2 separate regions of the Mus musculus genome follow, and region 1 is linked to region 2. The links are chromatin contacts, called in public HiChIP or PLAC-seq maps. All regions are on one chromosome and are shown on one strand. Each heading gives the region's core, a stretch centred on a gene start, on an enhancer-like site or on the middle of the called end of the contact. The rest is flanking DNA. Distances are from core to core; before and after follow the strand shown. Region 1 holds the start of Rab13 (RAB13, member RAS oncogene family). Region 2 holds the start of Kcnn3 (potassium intermediate/small conductance calcium-activated channel, subfamily N, member 3).

Region 1 (7,028 bases), core at 2,760-5,259, 700 kb before region 2:
TTATCTCTCGGAGGATGGCTCTCACCTCATCCACATTCACACTGGATTTGGCACTCGTCTCAAAAAATCGGATTCTGTGCTCTCGAGCCAACTGTAGGGGATGAGGTAGGAAGGAGAGTGCTGGATAAAGGCAGAAGCGAAGCACTCAGCGATGCCTCCTCCTCACTCGGGCCTCCCAGCCCTGCAGCCAACAGCCCCGCCTCACTCACCTTCTCCGCCTGCTCTCTCTGCACCTGCCGCTTGGCCTCCATGTCACACTTGTTTCCCAGCAGGAGGCGCTCCACTCCCGCAGAGGCATTCTGAAGGCAGCAAAACAAGCAGAAGGTAGGGCTTTCTTTAGAAAGCTGAGGCAGGAGGATTGCTGTGAGCTCAAGACCTGTTTGGGTTACACATTAAGTTTCACACCAGCTGGGGCTACTACAGAGTGAGAGACCCTGTTTCAAGAAGAAAACAAAAACAAACCAGGCAGTGGTGGCACATGCCTTTAATCCCAGCACTTGGGAGGCAGAGGCAGGCTGATTTCTGAGTTCGAGGTCAGCCTGGTCTGCAGAGTGAGTTCCAGGATAGTCAGGGCTACACAGAGAAACCCTGTCTCAAACAAACAAACAAACAAACAAACAAACAAAAAAACCCAAACGAACAAGCAAACAAAAAAACCAAAGGAGAGTTTGGGGCAGGAGAAGGCTCAACAGTTAGGAGCACTGGGTGTTCTTCCAGAGAACCTGGGTTCAACTGGTGGCTCAAAACCATCTGTCACTCCAGTCCCAGGAGTCCACTACCCTCTTCTGACTTCTGAGGGCATCACCAGGCTCTTGGCACAGATGTACACGCAGGCAAAACACCCACACACATAAAATTAAACCTGAAGTCTGCCCATTCTAACACGGGCTACTTTGTTCCCCTATTTCTTTTGGAGGCATCTTACCTCTTTGATGCTTTTCATCCAGTTCTGAATATTCTCGAAGGATTTCTCATCTGTGATGTCATATACGAGGATAATGCCCTAAGGGATAGTAAAGTTCACCTTGGACCATATCTGTTGACCTCTAAGTGACCATCTAAGTCTGGTCCGTGGGTCTAAGCACAAGCTACATGGGGCTCTCTGTTATGTGCTCTGTGCCCTCCTTCTTCATCCCTGCATGCTCACAACCCTCTGTGCTCATGAAGCTATGACTTTAGCCCATGTCTGGACCCACACCTCATACCATGGCTCCACGGTAATAGGCGGTAGTTATTGTCTTGAATCGTTCTTGGCCAGCCGTGTCCCTGAAGCAAAAGTTTTCACAGAGTGAGATAGAAGCAAGAAGTCTCCAAGGGGGGAGTCTTTTCCTAAGGACTCAACTTTTGCAACACTGGAGGTGGAGGCTAAAAGGAAAAGACTCAGGAAACCGTGAAGGGGAACAGGAGAAGGACAGTTGGGTTGCTATTCAGAGGTTCCAGGCCTGGGAAACAGGATGTCTCCTGTTTACTCAGAGATGCCAAGTGCCGTCTTAAGTATCACTTTATGTGTGTGTCATCCTAGCTGGCCCTCACTGTATCATTGTGAGGCATGGCTCACTGTCCCCAGTTTTTATAAATGCAGCAAATGTGCGGAGGGAGGCTGGGTAACTAATGAAGGTCATGCAGAAGGGAAGTGGCAGCACCAGGGTTGAGACCCTATCTGCTGCTGCTTATCTGTCACACAAGAATGCTTCAGAAAAACCTCATAGTGCCTCAGTGCCCGTGGTGTCTCCAGCCTCCTTGAGACAGTCAGGCTACACCTCTGTATGTGACCTGTGCTGGAGAGAACTTTTACATTTATTATTGTGTGTGTTTCAAATAGGGTCTCTCTACATAGCCCTGGCTGTTCTAGAACACACCCTGTAGACCAGGCTGACCTCAAACTCCCAGAGATCACTTGCCTCTGTTTCTAGAGTGCTGGGTCTCAAAGCATGTCAGCGTTTACACCCAGGTTGCTCTCTAAAATTTATTGAGAGCAATAGACTGGAAGTCAAATTTGTAATTCTGCAACTTGTCTTTTAATCACTTAGAACCTGTTTCTACATCGTAGCTCGAAAGACATTTGTTTTCAAGTCCAGAGAATGCTCTGGGTGAGGAAAAGACACAAACAAACTGAAAGTGGGCCACCAGGAAGAGAGATGCAAGGCCAGCTGATAGCTGACTAAGCAAAATGGATAAATTAGGAGATGTACTGGACTGGGGGGGGGGGGGTGTAAAGGAAAGAAAGCAAAACAGAAAGACTAACATGGTGCCACATGCCTGTAACACCAGGACACAGGACACCGAAAGAAAGGGCTTTCTTTCTCAGCTGAGTTCCAGGCCCTCCTGGGCTGCATGAGACTTTGTCTAAAAAACAAAACAAAACAAAACACCCCCAAACCACAAACTAAACTGAAGAGAGAAAAGGTAAGGAAGAAGAAATGAAGGGGGAGGGGTGTGTGGGGGAGGGTTGGGGTCAAAGGGCAATCTGGCTGGGGACTGGGCAGCTCACTCACCACACTTGCAGTTTGATCCTCTTCCCCTCTATGTCCACGGTTCGGATCTTGAAATCAATTCCTGGGGTGAAGGGTGTGAAGACAGGTAAGCATGTGTGGAAAGTATGGTGGGGGAGAGTGGGGGCTGCACCAGTAACTGCTGGTACTCAGGTACTCGAGGTAGTGACCTTGCTGGATGTGTAGCCAGGAGGGAGAGCTTTTCCACAGCTTTATTCCTATGGTAAGCATACTGTGTCTCCTCAGATTTCATGACGTTTTGGAGAAAAGCTATGAAACTCTTCAGCTGGGTTAAAAGCATGCCATCTGACAACTTTCCCTTCCATCTCTACCTCACCTTCCCATCCCTCTTCCCCCTCCTCCCCCAAAATACACTACTGGTCCTCCACCGCCCTGCTAGCCCTTAAGGGTAGAGAGGAATGAGAGGGCAGCTGATTGAGCCTATGTGAATTAACTAGTGAGCTAAGCTTGGAAGTGGGGGGGGGGGGGGGGGAAGAAGCTCTCTAAGAATCCTCTGGAGAATTAGGAGAGGGAGGGAGGAAGAGAGGGAGGGAGGAAGAGAGGGAGGGAGGGAGAGAGAGAGAAAGTTTCCTTTTTGTCACTAGAGGAGATAAGATTCTCAGTCAAGAGATGAAGAAAGATAAAGAGGGGAGGGGAGGGGGAAAGGAGATTCTTCTTACTGGAAGTCTCCCAGCCACTTAGGAGGCTCCAGAGAGAAGGATGGTGCAGAAGCTTACTCAGAGACCCCAAAGTCCCCTGGCATCCACCATCCTCACTCCCACAGCACACCCAGCCACACTCTGCAGTACCTTGCTGAGGGTAGGGAGGCTAAAAAGATGATTTGAAGGTGGGGCAGATCCTGCGGGAAGTTTGAAGCCAGTAGGTCAGTAAGAGGCCAACACAATTGGGAAGCAGGGAAAAGAGAAATTGTGAAGAGTGGATCTAGAGCGTCTAGGTGCAGTGATGGGGTAAAGAAGGAAGCAGATGGAAATGACGATAACCTGTGTGGATTTGGAGAGACTAGGGAGACAGTACCAAGAGACGGAGTGGGTGGCAGCAACTGGGACTATCTGGAAACCTCAAAAAGGTTTGAGGTTTTGAGTGTTATTCAGGGACATTATGGAGGATGGGTCTGGGGCAGGGGTCGACAGACTGGAAATTAGTGTTTTTCTCTAAGGGGATCAAAAAAGTAGGTTCCTTAGTCTTTCAGGAGCCGGTGTATGAGGGTGGGCGGGGGTGGGGTGGGTCTGGGGTCTGGGATACAGCCTGTGGGCTCACCGATGGTAGAGATGTAAGTGCTGTTGAAGTTGTCCTCTGCAAAGCGAATGATCAGACAAGTCTTGCCCACCCCCGAGTCCCCGATGAGCAGCAACTTGAAGAGGTGGTCGTAGGCTTTGGCCATGGCGGACACTGGGGGCGCCGGGGGAGGGGTCGGGAAGAGCCAACACTGGTAGGCGGGATCCGAGGGTTGGCAGGCAGAAACCGCCGGAGTCCCAGCCAGGAAGTTTTCCTCCCTCTCCGCCCAGGCCCCGGGAAAAGAAGAGAGGCGGCCCTGCTCTCGGCTCCACCCCTCTTCGCCAGTGGAGAGGCCTGTCCAGCTCCAGCAGTCCGGGCGCTGCCTCCCCAGCCTCGGAGGGCCAGTTTCCCTAGCCCTTCCCATTGCCTTTGGCTAGCTGTCTTTCCTCTCTTTTGACCGAATTGGAAAGAATTTCAAAGAGATTAGGGGAAGAGGGAAAGAATTTTACCAATGGTGAAGATAGGGGTGGTAACTGGAAATTGGTAAAAAGCTGAGGCGCTATTCAAAGGCTTTTGAGTTTATGATAAATGTCCTAGGATTTTCTGTCAACAATGCATTACTTAAGACTACGAATCCCAATTCCCTTTGAAAAGAAGCGGGTTAGGAGGTTAGTATGGTGGATCAATCTGCCCCCTGGTGGAGCACAGTGAAGAACTAAAACGATAAAAATCAGCCTCATCAATTACACTCAAAACACACAGAGCCGAGTCACAATCTGGAGCGAGCCTTGAATTCAGTAGCACAACCTGCACCCCAAGGCCTGGTAATCCTATTGCCTCTACCCCTCAAGTATGAAGATTAGTACTGTGGAGCCACCATGCCCAGCTTTTCATCTTTATTTACTTACTTTCTTTATAGCGAGTGTTTTGCCTACATGTGTTTATTCACTATATGACTAGCATGCCTGCAGAGGCTACAAGACAGCAACGATCCCCTGAAACTGGAGTGTCTAGAGGTGCTGTCATGTGCCTGCTGGGAACTGAACCCAGATCCACTACAAGAGCAGCCAGCTCTTATCATCTTTCCAGTCCCGTTAGAAAAAGAAAGAGCCGGGCGTGGTGGCGCATGCCTTTAATCCCAGCACTTGGGAGGCAGAGGCAGAGGCAGGCCGATTTCTGAGTTTGAGGCCAGCCTGGTTTACAAAGTGAGTTCCAGGACAGCCAGGGCTATACAGAGAAACCCTGTCTCGAAAAAAACAAAAAAAAAAAAAAAAAAAAAAAAAAAGGAAAAAGGAAAAGGCTTTTCTAACAGATGAGTCCTGGCTGTGGGAAAGTGTCTTTATTTGTTTGTTTGTTTGTTTTTAAAGATTTATTTATTTATTATATGTAAGTACACTGTAGCTGTCTTCAGACACTCCAGAAGAGGGAGTCAGATCTCCTTATGGATGGTTGTGAACCACCATGTGGTTGCTGGGATTTGAACTCAGGACCTTTGGAAGAACAGTTGGGTGCTCTTACCCGCTGAGGCATCTCACCAGCCCTTTATTTGTTACATTATGTTTGCCATAATCTATGTTTCCATTTGTCCTCTCACAAATACAATGTATCAGTTACTCCCCCCCCCCCCAACACACACACACAAAATACTTGACAAAACAACTTATGAGAGAGGCTTACAGAAGGCAGTTCTGTCATGACAGGAGGAGCATGGGGCATCTGGTCGCTTTCCATCCAAACTCAAGGAGAGAGACGAATGCTGGTGCTCACCTCACTCTCCTTTTTTATTCGGGAGAGTGAATGGTGGTCCTCATTGTCAGGTAGGCTTTTCCCACCTCAAATAATCCAATCTAGAACTTTCCTCCAGACATGGCCAGCCATTGGATACCTAGGTGATGCTAGATCCTGTCAAGTTGACAATCCATATTAACTACCACACACAAATAACTATTCAGTTTATTTTATTAATTAATTAATTCATTACATTTATTTGTATGTGTACACACACATAATGTTGTGTTTTATAAAAAGAAAGAGACCAGAGATATGTTTTGTGGAGACGCAGTAAGGTGTGGGTGGAGGGGAGTACCTCTGCCAGCCCATGCTGAGGCATCCCTTCCCCCTGAGGTACCAGCCACACCATGCGATGGTATAGTATAGAACAGAGTTTATTCAGGGTATTGGGAGGGAGCTTAAGGGGAGAGAGAGAGAGAGAGAGAGAGAGAGAGAGAGAGAGAGAGAGAGAGAGAGAGAGAGAGAGAGAAAGTAGAAGAGTAGAGGCAAGCCATGAGCACATGGAGAGGGGGGAGTGGAATGGGGAGAGAGGAAGAAGAGGGTAAGGGAACAAGAGCAAGAAGAGAGAGCAAGAGAGTGAGGAGGGGGCAAGCAGCCCCTTTTATATTGAGTCAGGCACACCTGGCTATTGCCAGGTAACTGTGGGGTGGAGCGTAGAGGAACTGCCAACAACCCATGCCATGGTGAAAGTGTGGCAGTCAGAGGACATGCTGAAGGATGCTTAACTAAACTTCTCCAGAGCCATCTCACCATTAATTTGAGGCAAGGTCTGTCTGTATTGCCCAGATCAGTCTCAAATTTGAGGCTCATGTAATCATGTGGACTCAGCCCTTCAGTAGCTAGAACTACCAGCATCCACGGGTACCACTGTGCCTGCTTCAATACACCAATCTGACTATTCTATTTTTTCAATGGTGTTGGGAATTGGTCAAACCCAGAGCTTTGTGCACACTAGGCAAAGTACTATTCTATTGAGCTTCAATTCCCTTCTATTTATTCCCTCAGGGCTCATTGCATTTCAAGCTATAGCACAGACTTGAATCTTTTCTGGTTTTCCTCAGTGACTAATCCTGACCTCTAACTCACACTGATGTCCAGGTAGGGTGGATTTGCAGTCCCAGCACACGGGAGACAGAAGCAAAATGAAAGTCAGACAGAAGCATGACTAAGGTCAGCCTACTCTTGGTTGGGAGTTGCAAGCCAACCAGGAGACCTTGTGATTGCTAATCTTGGTTGCCAACTTGACATACCTGGGAGGAGGAAACTTGAGGAATTATCACCATTGGATTGGCCTGTAGACTTATCTATGGGGGAATTTTCTTTATTATTATTTTTAAAACATTTAGACAGGATCTCTCTCTCTCTCTCTCTCTCTCTCTCTCTCTCTCTGTGTGTGTGTGTGTGTGTGTGTGTGTATGTGTGTGTATTTTGCCCGTGCATGCTTGTACGTGTAGCATATACATGCCAGGTGTCCTTGGGAGGCCAGAAGGTGGTGTTGGATCTTCTGAA
Region 2 (7,594 bases), core at 1,626-4,125:
AGCAAGAGAGGCAGCTCTAAGAAGGCAGGGAACAGAGGGACCTGCAGCCTCCCAGGCTCTCATTACAGGGAATGACTAAGTGAGCTGGGCTTCCAGGGGAAACCCCACTCTGCTCATGGAGAGGTCTGTTCATCCAGGAGCTATTTAGACTGAGGCAGCTTCCAAGTGCTCTGGCTTGGGCAGTCCCTGCAAAGCAGCAGGTCCCTGGAGGACTCTCTGCTGGGAAGTCTGGGCTCTGTCCATGCAGGTTGCCTGACAAGGAGCACTGCCCACATCAGGTTAAAGGGAGACTCTGGGAATGGGGGAAATCTGATCAGCACCTCCCAGGTTTTTGTGACTAGATCTCTACAAGGAATGTGACAGTCTCCAGCAGCTGTGCGCTGCCTGAAACAGGCTCTATTTGAAACCTCCAACAGCTGAGCCCCTCCCAGCTACCCGCCAGCCAGCCCAGCCACCCCTTGTCCAAAATGACAAACAAATACACAAATACACAGAACAAGCAGGCACTCACACGAGTACACATATACACATGCAAACACCAGCAAACTGGGACCAAGTGGTACAGTAGGGGAAACCGTTTGCCCAACAATTCCCTGCACCTCCAAGCCTTCTGGCATGCAGCTTCCTGGCAAATGCAGCATTGACAAAAACCCACCTTCCTCGACCTCCTTCCCCTCTGGGAAGGAAGCTCTCTCCTCCAACTGAAAGGATAGAGCAATGGAGCGTCCCCCACCCCACCCCACCCCCAAGACAGTGCCTTGTGCCTGCCGTTCTCCATCCAGCGTGCACACACACGTACACTCATCTTTATTTATCCCAAGGAGAAGGAGTTAGGGTGGGAGGGAAGAACCAGGGCTAAGCTGGGGTGCCGACTCCGCGGTGACCCGCTGGGGAAGCCCTGTCATCCCATCCTAAGGAGAGGCGCTCCCCGTTCCCCGAGTGATGGCAAGGCGGTGCCCATGCTCTGCCTGGGTAACACCTGTAGCCATTTTTATCAGGGCATGTTTACAAGGCAGCGGCAGGTTTATTCTGAGTCCTCTTTCCTGAGGGAAGAGACTGCTGATTTCCTCCACCTATATTTTTAACCCGGTGCCCTTGGGAGAGACTCGGGAACATCTCCATTTTACCCTGGAGTCTCTCTGGGAAGAGAAGGGAAATAGAAACTTGGGAAGGGGGGGGGGAGCTGGGGAACGGTACAGGATCCCCACCCCCACCCAGACATTTATTTCTTTTTTATGGGGGGGGGGGAATGGAGTGGAGCAGGGAGGGGAGGCGAGGAGGGAAGTAGCAGGAACTGGCAAACACATCAAGGCAGAGTGTAATTAATTGGTGCGTTAAGCTGCTGGGTTATGCTTTAGTACGCGTGAGCCCGGAGGAAAAGAGCGATTTCTCAGAAGGGATTCTTTAATCCTCCCAAACACAGAGTCTGCACATTAGACACAGTGTGTGGGGATGTCCCCACAAAGGGAAGCAAGAAAGGAATTCTCACAGGACCATGGAAGAAAAACATGGGAAGTTAGGAAATCTCTCAAAATCAATCTCTCTCTCTCTCTCTCTCTCTCTCTCTCTCTCTCTCTCTCTCTCGTCTACATACTCCTTTTGTTGAATGTATAAAGAGAAACCACAGTCCCTACCTTTGAGTACAAACCCCAAGACAGTTCGGTCTCTATCACCATAACAACAATTCCAAACATCCCAAAAATCAGAGCATAGTCACTCAGTCGCTTTCTCTTTTCAAACAGGGCCCTCCTGTGTCCCAGCTTATAGCCAATGTTTTGGTTTTTCCGCTTGTTGGCTTTGGGGAAGGTGGTGCTGCCGGCCGTGGTGCCGGCATGCTGGTGGTTGTGGGTAGCGTTGGGGTGATGGAGCAGAGTCTGGTGGGCATGGTTATCCTCCCTGGAGGAGATGATAATCTCTGGGGGGTTGCTGGGACTGAAGAGCTGGAGGGGTTGGCCCTCAGGCTCAGCCTCGATAAGGTTTCTCCGAGAGGCGCTGAGGCGGCTGAGGGGCTTCATGACCCCACCGCTGTATTTGCAGGAGCTCATAGCTATCTCCGTGAAGGGATTGCTGTCCCGCCGGTGCACCAGGGGGCTGGCCTGCCGGTGCCGGCTGCCTCCACCGGGCCCACTTGTGGCTGTGGAACTTGGAGAGTGGCCAAGCAAGTGGTCATTGAGATTTAGCTGGCTGCCTTGCCTGGAGGAAGGGTGGAGGATGGCGGTAGAGTTGGCTGAAGTGGGGGCCCTGAACGCCGTGGGAGAAGAGTGCAACAGACCAGGATGGACAAGCTGGCTCTGGAGTTGGGCAAGCTGAGGCAGGGGGTGCAGTGGAGCCTGCTGCTGCTGCTGCTGCGACTGCTGCTGCTGCTGCTGCTGCGACTGTTGCTGCTGAGGCTGCGGAGGCTGAGGCTGCAGCAAGGGTCCCGGAGGCTGCTGGGGGACTGCTGGTGGCGCTGGCGGTGGTGGCGGTTGCTGCTGCTGCTGTTGCTCGTCCCCAGAAGATGGACAGGGACACTTGGGGTCTTCATCCAGGTCCCCCACCCCCGAGTCATGGAAGTGCCCAGAAGTGTCCATCTTGGGGCCTGGCTGAGTTCCCTGCAGCACGACCCTCCACCCCAAAGCCACCCTCGTTCCAAAGATGACCTCAAAGAAAGCCAGGCATCCAAGATTCCCCACCAGAAGTGTCTTGGCTCCAGTCCTCTCTCTTTGGTTTGCTTCAGTTCTCTGGGGCTGCCACTCGAGTATGCATTGTATTGGGCGGGTAGAAAAGCCAGGAGAGGAGCCGGGGGAAGGAGGAAGGGGCGAAAAGAACTCTATTCTGAAGGCGGTCCTCTAGGAGTGTATGAAGCAGACTCAGCTTCACTCCTCGCTGGCTCAATAGCTTCGCTCTCCTCCTCCTGACACTGTTATATGGCAAGCCAAGCCCACTTATTAGCCAGCGGTTTCATTGGCTTGGCTTAACTCTCCAACCCCTCCAAACTCCGCCTCCCTCTCAGGCTCCGCCTCCAAGAAGGGGCCTGCCATCCTTCGCTCCTCGCCGGGTGGCAGCGCAACGAGGGCTGGGAACTGTAGTTTTTGCTCCAAGACCACTACCACTCCAACCCCTCCACACTCCACCCGCAAGCTGAGCACCTGCCTTCTTTCCTCTGAAAGGTACGGTCAGGATACTGATGCCCACAGCAATCCCGGCTGAATGTTGGCGCTGGGGCGATGAAAGGAAGGGATCGAGAGCACCCTAAAGGGGAAGCTGTCACCATGCTGGGGAAACCGGGACCGGAGGACAAACGTTGATTAATAGCCAGTATCTGTACAGGTTGTTTTACACATTGGATTCCAGGTACATCTTCCAAAAGCCCAAGGGGATAGGGACTGTGCTCATATTTTACAAAGAAAATTAACACCGGGAGGCATTGAGCATAAACTGACAGAAGCAGAAGGGACCCACTCCTGACAGGGAGAAGCTCACCTACCTACCACTGTCAGAGCACCTGCGCTGTGTACAGGAGCCTCTGTTATTTCCAATCCTCACATCAACCCTATGAAGTGACGTCATCATCCTAAAAAAAGAAATAAAAGAAGGAAAAAGGAAAGAAAAGAAGCCCACTCACACGCAGATAAGAAATATGGCTCTTGTCACCCAGCTTGTAATTAAAGGCACTAGGATTTGAGCAGAGATCAGCCTGAGTCCACCACTCTTCTTCCGCTGCCTAGATGCTCCCCCCCCCCCATGATGATCAACACACAGTGGCTGTTCAATAAATAGTATCCACATGATGGATGGGAAAGGGCCAAAGAGAATCTGTCAAGGAAGAGCCAACTTCCCCAAAGCAGGATGTTTTAGTAACCTGGATCCAGCCTCTTCCAGAACAGCTGGGTCTGGAGTCACCTCAGGGTCGATGAGGACGACTGGAAATCCCAGTGGCTCCATGTCTGATCTGCCCCATGGGTCTCTGAGAGTCAGAGCTGGAAACAGCTGCTGGCTTCCCTGGTTCAGACTCCTCCTCATAAAGTATTTATTAGACTCCCACTGTGTGCAGAAGACTCTCCAAGGGGACAAGACCAGAGATGAATTTATTTCCATTTTTAATTGGGACAGCCTTAGCAATTGGGGGGGGGAGTGCTATGAATTCCTCTAGGCACACCTGGGCTCTAAGAGGGAGCATCTTCCTATCCACTTCCCAGCTCCCCACCATCCTCAGGCCTCTGTCTAGTGTCTCCCCTAGATAAGTGTGGAAGTACACATATCCAGATGCATGTGTGTGGTCACACCCGTGTACAGGTATGAGCACACACTTGCTCACACACACCCATCATGCTTCCAGAGCTTTCCCCCTGAATAGCAAGCATCAAATCGCCATGCCAGGGAGCATGGTAGAGTTCCCACCAATGAGCTGAGTGCCCTCTGCATACCAGTCCTCGCCTCTGCAAGCTGCTATGAAGACTGAGAGTAAACTGCTTGCACCATAAACCACACCCTCAGCTACCTGATAATGACAATCAATCTTGCACAAGATTGCTATCAATGATGATGGAGCAATGTGTACATACACACACACACACATGCACTCATGTGCACACGCCCTGGTACAAGCCTAGTGTCTCAGGCACATTTCCATCATCAGACAGGCCCCCAAGTCCCTACCTTACTTTCCAACATGGTCAGCCTGCCCAGTCCCTCTTCTCACCTGCCTCCTTCATTTCCCTCCCTCTTCAATCCGCAGAGTCAACAGTCTGACTCAAGGCTCCAGATCACATGATTAGGTTTTATGATCGAAAATAAATTAATACTAATACATTGTTAGAAGCAAAAATGTGCTGCTAGTACTGGACTTTCATGACAGATATAGATTCTGTGCTGCGGAAAATTAATTTCTAGGCCTGGAAGTTTCTTTGCCCACTCTACCACAATAGGTTGTCTTCTGCCTCCACTAACCTTCCTGGGTCACAGCAGGATCCAAATAGGGCAGGTATGCCACTATCCTGGATAGAGCTGCTCTACAGCCAGAGCCCAGAGGTTCACCTGGGAGTGGTCTAAACTTGAAACTGATGCTCCCACCCTGGGTGCAGCAACTTTGTCCTGAGAAAAGGTAGATGGGGTGTACTTAAAGCTGGAGCACACGCATACAGTGGTTCACAAACAATCATAACTCTAATTCCAGGAGATTGGATGCCCTCTTCTGATCTCTGTGAGCAGTAAACACACACCGGTGCACATACATACCCGAGGGCCAGTCCTGACTGCCATGGATGGTCATTCAGCATAAATAAGATGCACTTCGATCCACAGCTTCCTACTCTGTAAAATAAAAGAAATGAGGGTCCCCAGCTCCTGTGAGCCGATATATGGATCCTATCCCACTCCAACCCTCAGACCTCCTACATCACCGTACATAGCAACCTTGCCCCTCCAGTGTGCTGGGTGGGGCTGCACAGTACTGGTTGGTTGGTTTGAGACAGGGTCTCTTTATGTAGACCTGGCTGTCATGGGTCTTGATATGTAAACCAAACTAGCTTCAAACTCACAAAGATAAACCCGACTCTGCTTTCCAAGTTCTGGGATCAAAGGTGTATGCCACCACACCCAGCAATATTAGTTTTTAAAAGCCCACTGTGACAGGTTGCCTGAACTCCAGTTCACCAGTGGCACAATGGCAACTTGAAGTCTTTTGTGGTGGGAATGTTTACCCACAGAATGTACAAATGTGTCCTTCAGGGCTTGTTCCCCTCCCCCACCCCAAGTGGCTACTAAGTTTTTACCAGCTTGTAAGCATCTTTCCAACTGCTCTGAGCCATACTCTACCTAGTGTCTTCCCACTGCTGTTACATGTCCAAGTGTAAGAAACTCCCAGTGCCACCCCCTGAGCCCACGACCATGTCTATACACCACAACCCATGAGTTGAGAGCATTCTGAGACAATTGAGACTGAGGCATTAGACAGGTTTTTAAGACTTGCCTATAAATAGTAATCAGTAATAAGTGGCATAACTAGAGCGGAGCACAGGTCTGTCCCTGTCCAATAGGCAACCCTTGAAGCTTACATTGTTTCTATAGAGAGAAGTTATAGTTACATAGGTGACAAATAGCAACAACACAAATCCCAACAAGTAGCCAAGAAACTAGAGTTTGTTAAGACAAAAGAGGCTTCATGGGGCTGGAGAGATGGCTCAGAGGTTAAGCGCACTTGTTGCTTTTATAGAGGACATGAGCTCAATCTCCAACACACACATACAGTGTTTCACAAACAATCATAACTCTAATTCCAGGAGAGCGGATGCCCTCTTCTGATCTCTGTAAGCAGTAAACACACACGGGTGCACACACATACACACAGGTGAAACACACACAAAAGTAAAATGAATAAATCTAATAAATAAAATGTCTTTAAGAGAGAGGCATCATGGCAGCTGGAGAGGTGCCTCGGTGGTTACGAGCACTAGCTGCTCTTCTAGAAGACCAGGTTTGATTCCCAGCACCCACAGCCTCACGCAACCAGCTACAACTCCAGTTCCTTTGTATCCGATGCCCTCTTCTGGCCTCCCTTGGAACTGCATGCAACTGGTACAGAGCCATACATTCAGGCAAAACACCTACCTACATAAAATAAAATTAAAATTAAAAAAATTTAAAGAGGCTTCATGGAGGTGATAGGACTGGAGCCATCAAGTCGTTACACTACCTAAAGTGAAAGAATGGCACATTGGCCTCTCCTGACTGTAAAGATGAGGGGTTGGGGTGCAGTGAATTTCTTACCTCAAGGAGTAGTAGAGCATGGATGAGGTCAGAGTCCCCAGACTCAGGAAGGGTGGCCACAGGCTACAGGTGTGCTTTCAGTCTGCTCTGTCCTCTCTCCCAACTCACTCCTCACCACCTCCATCTTGAGCTTCAGTTTCACCAGGGCTGTGCCAACACACACCTCTACGTCTTAACTAACTCAGACCCTTCTGCTTGGCATGCCTTGCCCCATACCTCATCCAGCACATTGCTCCTTAACCTTCGAGGCATGACTTAAGGGCTTTTTGATTGGAGTGGGGAGATGTTGGTTTGTTGTTGTTGTTGTTGTTGTGTGTTTAGTTTTTGTGCTGGTTTTTTTTTTTTTTTTTCAGAAAAACCTTCCTCTCCTGAAATCCCCAATGCTAACCAGGGCCCTTCCTTCCCCTCTGCCTTTGGCCCCCTTGATTGTCACCATCAAGCACTGCAGCTCTCACGGCTTTATGTGCCCAAACATTCCTGCACTGTGACCTTCTCGGGGGCAGAACTGATGTCATCGTTGTCTCTGTGTCACACAGCAGAGGCCTGATAGAGAGTGACTGAAATCAGGGAGAGATCTTCTGGAGGGGAAGAGGAAGTCACAGCCTTTCCCTAACAAACAAGCAGTTTTCCACGTGTTAAAATGGGTGCGGCAGAAAACGGTGCTTCCCTTCCGGGGTGTTCCAGCTCTAAGACTCCGTACTGTCTACAGAACTCACTGCCTGTGAACGGACCCGTCTGTAAGGAGTGACCCATGGGCCTATAGTGGGAGCTGACTGTAAGGAGTGACCCGTGGGCCTGACTTGGGCTGCATTGGCAGCACCAGGCAGGGGATCTGATGGGGTGTGTA

What was found. HiChIP or PLAC-seq counts read pairs in DNA pulled down with a chosen protein or histone mark.
Region 1: an HNF4G HiChIP or PLAC-seq map of pancreatic cancer cells shows a contact between it and region 2. The contact joins the promoter of Rab13 here to the promoter of Kcnn3 in region 2. A contact is called at or near these places in 1 of 39 promoter capture datasets (frontonasal cranial neural crest) and 1 of 115 datasets of contacts at active chromatin or transcription factors (pancreatic cancer cells).

What each region holds. Positions count from the first base shown.
Region 1 is chr3:90,217,765-90,224,792 of GRCm38.p6, reverse strand. Rab13 (RAB13, member RAS oncogene family) reads right to left here and starts at 4,009. Exons shown (of 8, transcript NM_026677.4): 1 at 3,771-4,009; 2 at 2,496-2,556; 3 at 1,206-1,266; 4 at 926-1,003; 5 at 210-299; 6 at 26-91. The coding sequence starts at 3,894.
Region 2 is chr3:89,515,445-89,523,038 of GRCm38.p6, reverse strand. It overlaps Kcnn3 (potassium intermediate/small conductance calcium-activated channel, subfamily N, member 3), which reads right to left and starts at 2,875. Exons shown (of 8, transcript NM_080466.2): 1 at 1,635-2,875. The coding sequence starts at 2,570.